Linked DNA regions of Gossypium hirsutum: region 2 is linked to region 1. Evidence: chromatin contacts called from public Hi-C data. All regions are on one chromosome and are shown on one strand. Each heading gives the region's core, a stretch centred on a gene start, on an enhancer-like site or on the middle of the called end of the contact. The rest is flanking DNA. Distances are from core to core; before and after follow the strand shown.

Region 1 (4,917 bases), core at 1,639-4,138:
TTCTTTTTATTTTAATAATTAATAAATTTATCACAATAGCTCATAAATATTATATTATTAATAAACTTATAATATATTAGATTAAACTATATAAATATATTTGAAAAAAAAACTATATAAATATATTATTTATAAAATTTTATGTATGAAATATAAAGTTAATTCTTATATAAATAATTAAATTTTATTATTTAAAACAAAAGAAATATAATTTTCTTTGTATTTTTTGTTAATGGAAACATAATAATATAAATATAAATTTGTTATAAGACTCACTATTATCAATCCGTAACCCGATTGGGTCCTATCAAGTTCTACACAGTTTGCACTTTAAGTTCACGTGACACTATGAGTTTGGATATAAAACACTCGCACCCTTTTATAAAACCGCATAATGTGGGTTCACACACCATCACACAAGCGAACCCACATCGTATAAACACGTGTTAAACCTAGAGTAGGGTACGTGTCAATATGCATGGAACCTACCTACGGTATCACATCTATAAGCAATAATCATGTCATATAAATATACAGCTCCACCTATCTAAATCACACACAAAAACACTTAAATAAATTAATTTAATATAAAATTTAAAATTTTTTATTTTCATTATATAAATTCATTTAATAAAAATCTTTTAATAGAAACAAAATTCTCATAGACAAGTATGGTAAATTTTAGTAAATTTATTTAACAAAATATTTTAATTAAATTAAAATTCTTATTTATAAGTTTGATAAATCTTGTAAAAAATAAAAATATTTAAATAAAAAATCAGTAATATAATGAACAACAAGTACTATATTGGTTAGTTCAAAATTTAGTCCCAACTCGTGTTTTTATATGATTTTATTTAATATAAAGAGATTATATATAGATAATTTCACTTAAGGTTTGTTTGGGCAGCACAACGTAATTGAATGAAAGAATTGGAATTCACTAGACGTGTTTGATTGATAAAGTGTAATTACATCGTAATTTCTTCTATCATGTTTGGCAGTACAAATTGTAATTACATGATTACATACTTTATATTTTAAATAAATATTAATTACTATAAAAATTATTAGTATAAAAAAATAATTTCTAAACAAGGAGAAAAAATTAAAACTAAATCATCGTATGTATTATGTTAGTATAACAAAGTAGATAATAATATGATTACAAATATAATAACAAGAACAATAAACATCATATTTAATTTTATCTAATTGTTCTAGTGCATACTTGCCCCGAACTCGACCTTGCTCTGAACCTTGATAAATTTGCCCCGAACTTGAAATTTAATAGGAGATTCCGCTCCAACCCGACCTGAATTTAATGGAATTTTTTTTATTTTTAATTTTTAAGCAAATAAGATTACATTTTTAATTGTTTTATTATTATTTTTTATTTTGAAGCAAATAATTTTTTTTTAGTTTAGACTTAAAACTTGATATATATTTATTGAAAGCAAAAACTTGATATATAAAAATATATATATATCAAAGATATTTTTGTAAATATTTCGAAGCGGTGCGGGGGGTGGATTTACCTCAAACTTGACCCAACTATTTTTCTAATTTCAACCCGATTTTTCAAAAAAAATCCCCTAATGAATTGGTTTGAGTCAGAACCTCTCGGATTTTGATTTTTTTTATTTTTTGACTATCCCTAACTCTTGGAAGTATATGGATCATCTCAATTCTACTTATGATTGAAGTTATAAAATATGTAATATACTAATACAATATCATTTTTTTTAATGCTATACTAAAATGATGTTAGTACGGAAAGATTTTTTTCATAATACGTAAATTAAGTCAACATAATATAAAATTTATAATACTTAACCTTTATAATTTATAAAATAAATTATCCAAAACTTTCATAATACTTTTTATAAATAATATAACTTTTTACCGTTACTTTAAAAGTTACTTTTACAAATAAGTTATAATAAAAAACTATAATTTTTTTAATAAATAGTCTATTATTTTTATAATATATAACATCCACGTATAAATAAGTTATGTCCATAATTGATCATAAATTTTTATAAATAAATATATTATAAAACATTTATAACCTGTTATAACTTTTTTTTAATAATATATATTTTTGTTATAACTTATAAAATGCATAAATTATTTTTATAATATAATTTTTTACGATTTATAATATAAGAAATTTTTTGTCATAACTATCCCAAAACACTCATACATGTTACGTTTATAATATAATTTTATAATTTGTATAGAAATAGTTTTTTTTAATTTGGGCTTGGGTGTAAATACATATGTAATTATTCAAATTCTCACCTTACTCTAAAAATTAGAAAGTATATTTGAGTGTTTCAATTACACTCAATTCGTGAGACTCGTCAATTACAATAGTTACCAAACATACCACCAATGTGTAATTATAAACAATTACATCTAAATTCAATTACTAGGTAATTTTCTAAATACCACCTTATTATTTAAAACTTTAAAATAAATTTTATAATTTAATGAATCATTTTAAATAAATATTTTAAATATATTAAAAATTTATTTATATAAATTTAATTTAATAACTCTGTTTTGTTTTTTCACTCACTCACTCACTCTTATCTTTGCATTTGAAATTAACTCATATTTTTGTTTTTTAAGCAATTTATTTTGATTATATCTAGAATTACCCTTAATCTCTCTCAACATATAAATAGAAATAGGAGATTTTAACGTAATCGAACGCATACTCATATATTAATAATACTTATATCAATTGAGTTAAAACTGAATAATCATAATAATCCATAATTTTATTTTAATATCAAATCTTAGGCTACCTCAATAATTTCACCGTCACCGTCTCGCCGTCCTTTTCCATTGAAAAAGAAGCTGACCTGGGCCTTCAAGTCTGCGATATGGGCTTCCTACCCAGTAGTATTCAGGTTATGATTGCCGTTAAGCTCTGAACTCTTAAAATTGTTGGGTTTCAAAGCTCAAAACTTCTTTTGATATTCGATTCTTCGAAAGAAAGAAAGTGAGGGCAGGTCTCCGATTTCCACTCCAGGTGAAGAACTACTCCACCATTCCTTCGATTTTATTTTTCTTCAATAATAGTACTCATCGTCGATTACCGGTTGTAACAAAGCTTGAGTTCAGAACAACATTGGATTCAATGAAGAAGTCGCCGTTGCCATTGCAAAACCTTGGCGCCAAAGACAAGCGGCGCAAATGTGGAAGAGACGCTTTGGTTAAGCTCCTGAGATGGAATTTCGGTCATCCTGATTTCAGAGGGAATCAGTTGGAAGCCATTGAGGCCATTTTATCAGGTATATTTTGAACGTAAATTTTCATCAAGATCGTTTTTTTTTTTCAAAATTTTGTTGAATTTAGCCCATTCCTTTTTATTTCAGGGAGAGATTGTTTTTGTCTAATGCCAACGGGGGGAGGAAAATCAATGTGTTATCAAATCCCTGCTTTGGCTAAAACGGGAATTGTGCTCGTCATTTCTCCGTTAATAGGTGGATGTATCTCTTCCATTTTATTTTATTTTTTTAACTTTTACTTATTGAAAGGTTTCTTAACCTTTTTTTTAACTATTCACTGGTTTTAAACCGGAAGGACATTGCACTTAACTGGTACATTTGTTCCTCCAATTTAATCCGCAGCCTTGATGGTAAGTATATCGCATGGCAGCTTCCTTCTAGTATAATAATTTTTTTCTCCCACATTTTTTAAAATTTTTTTTGGAATTTATTTACTATTTAGGAAAACCAAGTAATGGCATTGAAGGAGAAAGGAATTGCGGCTGAGTTTCTCTCTTCAACTCAAACGTCGCAGCTGAGGAATAAGGTAATCTAAGTTATGGCACTGACTGTTAAGCTTGAGCTTCGTTTGTTACTAGGAAACCATATGTCCCATCGTGGCCCTTGGGCTATTATTATTTGCCCTTAATAGCAAATTTTGGTTTTATTCGTTGTAATGGATGAGATCAGTTGAAATGAACATGTTATTGTATTCTTTTTGATGTTTCTGTTTTAATTATCAGATTCATGAAGATCTTGATCGTGGACAACCATCTATTCGCTTGCTTTATGTGACACCGGAGCTGATTGCCACTTCAGGATTTATGTCAAAGCTTAAAAAGATTCATGGTAGAGGATTGTTAAATCTCATTGCAGTAGATGAGGTGTGATTTGCATGAACTAGTATTGACCAATGACTTTAGTCTGGAAATTTGCAGCTTTTTTGACGAGAAGTTTTAAGACATTAAGTCTCTGCCTAAAATTTTGCTTCTTTTGTGAAAATTGCAGGCACATTGCATCTCATCATGGGGTCATGATTTCAGGTTTGTGATCACTCCCACCAAAAGGAAAGAAATTTGAGTATGTTCTTTTAGTTCTATGCCAAATTACTGTAAAAGACAACAATTAGTATTCAGCCTGAATTTAGGCTTTCACTTTTCATATGTAGCCTATGTCTGACGTGTTCATGTTTGAACGTAATTTTATTTGCTGAGGTGTATCCAACTCTTGTTCTTTTCATATGTAATAACCTATGCATATGTTTTTTCTGCATATACACCCATTTGAGGACTATTTTATTGCTAAAACTCTTACATGAAGGTTTCTGATCTTTTTTTTTTTTTTCTCTTTTCTTGCTGGTGTATTATTGTAGGCCTAGCTATCGGAAGCTTTCATCTTTGAGGAACCAACTACAAGATGTACCAATATTGGCTTTGACTGCCACTGCTGTTCCTAAGTGAGTGTGGTAATATACTTTTTGCTTTCATAAGGGAGAATATCATGTTCCAATAGTCTAGGAGATTTTTCTCGTGAGGTAAATTGCCAGAACCAATTTACAAAATAATTTGGTCTTTTTCTTTTTCATTTTGCAGAGTACAGAAGGATGTCATAGATTCCTTAAATTTGCAAAATCCTT
Region 2 (4,917 bases), core at 850-3,349, 340 kb after region 1:
CATCCAACAAAGTGTTGTTGCTTGATGAACCCACCATCATCACATATTCAAACCGCCTCTTTAGACACTTCAACTTTTGATAAAAATACTCTATGAACTTGTTTAGGCTCTCAGAAAAATTAGGAGTCAAACCCTCCATCAAAAATACTATAATTTATTGAGGGAATTGACGTATCTGGATAGACAACACTTTGCAAATGCGTCAACAAAATCGACCTTATAAAAGTATACATAAATATAAACATGTTCAAAAATCAAGTATTTCTTTCGACTTCTTATGATATACAAAACCGATTAACCTAGTTCTTCTATCCAATACTTTATATATAATAAATAAATATTACCTATCACATCTAATCCATTGTCGTCCAGTGGTTAGGATGTCTGGCTTTCACCCAGGAGACCCGTGTTCAATTCCCGGCAATGGAATTTTTTTATTTAATCTTTATTTTTTTAAGCTTAGCTATATCGATATCCAAATTATGTACAGTAGGGTTTCTGCGTTCTTTTAGCTATATCCATTGACCAGTTGAAAAGGAAGTATGAAGCATGTCAACTCCCTCCTTCAAAACCTATTTCAACTTGTTCTGAAAGCTTTCACCATTAGCTCACTCTTGCCCGCAACTGCTTTCTCTCGCTCACCCCTAATTGACCTTCTTCCATCTCCACATCGCCCAGCTTTTTTTTGCTTCTACTCTTACACCAATCATGTTGTAGACTACCAACTTCTTGAGAACCATTTGCACCATATATTTAACAAGAGATTTGTTCCCAAAAACTAACATGCCACTTTCTACACCAAATTCCTTTGAAGAAAACAAAAAAGACTGCCCACATGAAACCAGTTGCTTGAGTGCTTGATAAATATAGCTGAAAATGTTTCCATAGCAGTGACATATCACTTGGTTGACCAATAGGATTAAACAGCGCTTCCAGTGATTGGATTCATTCCAAATATTCAAAAAACCCGAACAGCAATCAGGATATCAATCGTGAGTCAAGCATATCCAATAGGTAGTAAGTTAAATATCCCGGAACATCATCATCGTAACATGGATTGGTCAAGCATGCTTCTAAGGAAGCAAGACTGAGAATATAGCACTAAAAGATAGCCCCAAAAGGAATCGCAAATGCATGAATTTAGCAACGCAAATTCTCATGAACAAACAAAATACGTTTATGCTCATTCTTTAAAACCTTCAAAAATAGGAATCATGATTTTATAACCCAAAAACAATTTTCCTTTCTATGCAATCCATGTTTTGGGTTCTAAACTGAACACAGAGGCAGCAAACAAACATAGAACAGGCAGTTTACAAAGATAAATAGGTGAGGTCTTCCTTTTCCATCCATAGCACCATGGAAATAGCAAGATACAAGGATCCCCAACTAGCCATTCGTTACTTGTTGTTAGCTGAATCATCAGCAGCATTATCATGTTTCATTGTATCATCAGTATCAAGTATCTTCCCATCTGTCGGCACCAAACATGGGATCCCATCCTTTATCTAACCAAACCACACACAAACCATAAGCTCCAAAACCCAACTACATACAGATAAGTTGTAAAAGGTTTTCCTTTGGTAAAAACGGTAGAATTGCAACTCCAATGGCAACTTCAGAGGTATAATATTATCATAATCTAATAGCAAATCATTAGGCAACCAATTCCCAAGGAAACTCAACAATTGGAAAGAAACAGCCTAATTAAAAAAGGGGAAATAGAAATGTAACTCACAGGAAAAGAGACACCAATAGAATCGCTGATAAGAGAAGGTGGTTCCTCGCAAACCCTATCCAATAAAAATACAGAAATCAGCAAACGGAAAACATCGTAAAGGAAAGGGAAACCAAAAGAGCGAGCACCTTAAAGCTTGTTTGGAGAGCGGACAAACGAGGATCTCTGAAAGTGTCTTGTTAACTCCGGTTCCTGCTTCTTTTAGAAGCCATTTGGATAATCTCACCATTTTTTTTTCTTTTTCCCTTCAATCTGTTTACCTTTTAACTTTTAGGCTTTATTTTTTTTTCCTCTTCCCTTCAATCTGTTTTGCCCTTTAACTTTTATGCTTTATCCCCATCTGCTACTCGCGATGGTACAATGTAACCCCAGCGCTGGCCCATACACTAGTCCTTTTAGGCTTTTGCAAAAATAAAATCCGTACAAGTACTATTCATTTGAAATTTTGTCTAATTTAAAATTTAGAATTAATTAGTAATGTTTTTAATTATTTTATGTTGGATTTTTTTAATTACTTTTTTTTAAAAGAGTAGAAATAAGCACGTGTCTAATTAACTATCAATCTTGAAAAATTAACCCTTTAATTATTATTATGCAGAATTTTCAACACTTCATTTAGAGATAATTTAAATATACGCTACTTAAATAATTAATACAAATCCATCGTTGCTAGCACATCTGCGACCCTATTCCCTCACGATAAGCATGCACCACCTTTGCTTAAGTAAGGCCAAAATCGAGCGCCAAACCAGATATAATAGAGCAGCCTCAGAACCTCCATAAGTAGCCACACAACCTCAAAGCTATCCATTTCAAGAACAATGCGAAGTTCACCCTCCTCCCATGCACAGCGCAAACCCTCACACAACTCCACTTCCGTTATAGAACAAATGCCAATGCTCCCCACAAGCCAGTGTCCATTGTAGTGTCCCGCACTACACCACCACAAGAAGCCAAGCCGCCATCGGTCCTAAGCACCCCATCCTTGTTCAACTTGCGGCGAGCCTTCCCACCTAATCAACCAACACACCCGATTGTTACTAGAACCCACCTGCCTAGAGCAATCAATCATAGCCCGTCGAGCAATTAAATCTTGGAATGTTAAAATACTACCTATTCAAAATTATCTTTAGTTTATAAATGACGTTTTCCATTAAAATTTATTTTTAAATTACATACATAGATAGAATAAATTTCTAAATTAGAAAAGAAATGACAAATTTCAAATATCTAAAGGGAACAAATATTTGATGCATAACTAAACCCAAATAAAAGGGGTTAATTGCAAGTTAAGGTACATAGAGGTCTCTGTACAATTAGGAGAAATAGTTAAAGATATGCATACTCGATCAGTCCCATTGTAGACAATTTTTATGATCGTTCTTTCATCAAGACAATGAGCTTTATGGTCGTCCTTTCGTTAAAATATTACATGTAAACAAATTTCAAAATAAAAACATCAAACATAAATGATATTCAAAATATAACATAATATTGAAAATAATCATAATCACACTTTTATTTTACCAAAACGAAATAATCGTAAATACTAACATTTTGAAATACTGCATTTTAAAAGATTTTCATTTTAAGCCTCCAAAATTTTAAATTTTTTTTATCCAAAAGCACCCTTGGATTGAATACTTGTTTCCCTAATATCTAAAGAAACAAGTTTAATAAACTAAATCCAAAACTACTATACAGCTAAAAATTAGTGTATAATACAACATGAGGTGAATGAATCTCCTCAAATAATTGGACTAATTTACATATCTATAGGTTCAAAAGCAAAGGGCGCCATATTCTTAGTACAGTTTTAATTTCACAGAGGCCACTAAGGAGGGTTACGCTCTATATATTAAACCTCCAAAAAAAAAAGAAGGGAAAAGCTTTGAATCCTATCCTGTCCTGTTACTCATGATTCCATAAATTGTGATGGTGGCGGGCTTGTTTTAGTCTTCTCTGACCCTGCATGTTCATATGAATTGCACGTTTATAACATGACGAAAACAGTACCACAAATATGAATTGCATCATTCTGGGGGAAAAAGGAAGAATTCAAAAGAAAAGCTACCCCACACGATCAGTAACTAAAACTATCCAATATGTTCTGATTTGGTTGTCATTAGTTACCGATGAATACTTAGAAGAAAACTGAGATTTCAAACCAGATCACGAGGTTCTTGGCAATTGGCATATACTGGACATACCATTAAACCCACGTATCTCTACTTCTCGCCATTCTTGAACAAGGGCGCAACAGCAGCACATCAAATGTGAGAGGAAATCATCAATAAATCCACCCTGCCAAAAGGAGGGAAAAAAAAGTTGCATTTTAAGGAAACCCAATCCGAAGTAAGATAACCCTGAATAACTTAATTATAGCCCTTATACCTAAGACAAGACAGTCTAAAACCATATGCCATTAATTCATGTACTAAAAACAGCACCACATATGAGCAATGAGGACAAGGTCACAGCATCTACGCCATATTATTTCATGGCACTAAAAATAGTAGAAACTTATGATTCAGGGTTTTATAATTTGCACAAGCAGATTACTCTTTCATTGGCAGAGAAAATACCGTGATGTTTAATGCCTTGCGAAGCTTCCTTCTAACACAGCATGTGTAGCAACAGCATGACAATATCAATGAATATGCCATCAATTCATTGCATGCTTCTGCAGAAGCTGAAGAAAGTTTCTATGTGAGCTTCGAAATAATACCAAAACCGAAAACAGAATTCCAAAGGTGTTACAGTTTGTATGACATTTTTCATTAGCAAGACTAGAATGCAATTTCCTTTGCTAAGGAAAGATTATAATCACTTGTTCATACAGGCTAAGCAATATAGAAACACACAGGCGTATTTTAGTAAGAACACATAAAACAATATGATCGGGGTAAATTGAAAACAACACATCACATTCTTGCACAAATGAAGATCACAAACTAGCGATTAAAATATAATTAAGAAATACTTACACATATGCCTGTTTGTTGCCACAGTAGCAATCTTTGAAAGCGTACCACAAGGACAGAAGAATGTCTTTATACCTGCAATGAAAAATGGTGGCTTAAGTGACAAGATAAAACATCAAATTCAGAACGTAAGTTCTGCAAAAGAGATATGTCCTATAAATCTTACTGAAAATCATGTTCCTCATCCCAAGCAAA

Evidence for each region. Hi-C and Micro-C count contacts between places; a contact is called where the count stands out from the background.
Region 2: a contact with region 1 is called in a Hi-C map of leaf, with 2.0 times the contacts expected there. The contact joins the promoter of LOC107895752 here to the promoter of LOC107895547 in region 1. A contact is called at or near these places in 3 of 34 Hi-C or Micro-C datasets (all in leaf).

The regions. Positions count from the first base shown.
Region 1 is chrA11:23,948,080-23,952,996 of Gossypium_hirsutum_v2.1, forward strand. It overlaps LOC107895547 (ATP-dependent DNA helicase Q-like 3), which reads left to right and starts at 2,889. Exons shown (of 20, transcript XM_016820812.2): 1 at 2,889-3,043; 2 at 3,125-3,305; 3 at 3,390-3,497; 4 at 3,645-3,652; 5 at 3,745-3,828; 6 at 4,025-4,165; 7 at 4,290-4,324; 8 at 4,654-4,737; 9 at 4,874-4,917. The coding sequence starts at 3,152.
Region 2 is chrA11:24,286,425-24,291,341 of Gossypium_hirsutum_v2.1, forward strand. It overlaps LOC107895752 (UPF0434 protein Mmwyl1_2153), which reads right to left and starts at 2,100. Exons shown (of 3, transcript XM_016820984.2): 1 at 1,867-2,100; 2 at 1,739-1,793; 3 at 1,160-1,508. The coding sequence starts at 1,967. The coding sequence ends at 1,401. It overlaps LOC107895710 (protein MID1-COMPLEMENTING ACTIVITY 1), which reads right to left. Exons shown (of 10, transcript XM_041081415.1): 7 at 4,726-4,797; 8 at 4,324-4,430; 9 at 3,949-4,042; 10 at 3,377-3,706. The coding sequence ends at 3,654. It overlaps TRNAE-UUC (transfer RNA glutamic acid (anticodon UUC)), which reads left to right and starts at 358; the gene lies at 358-429.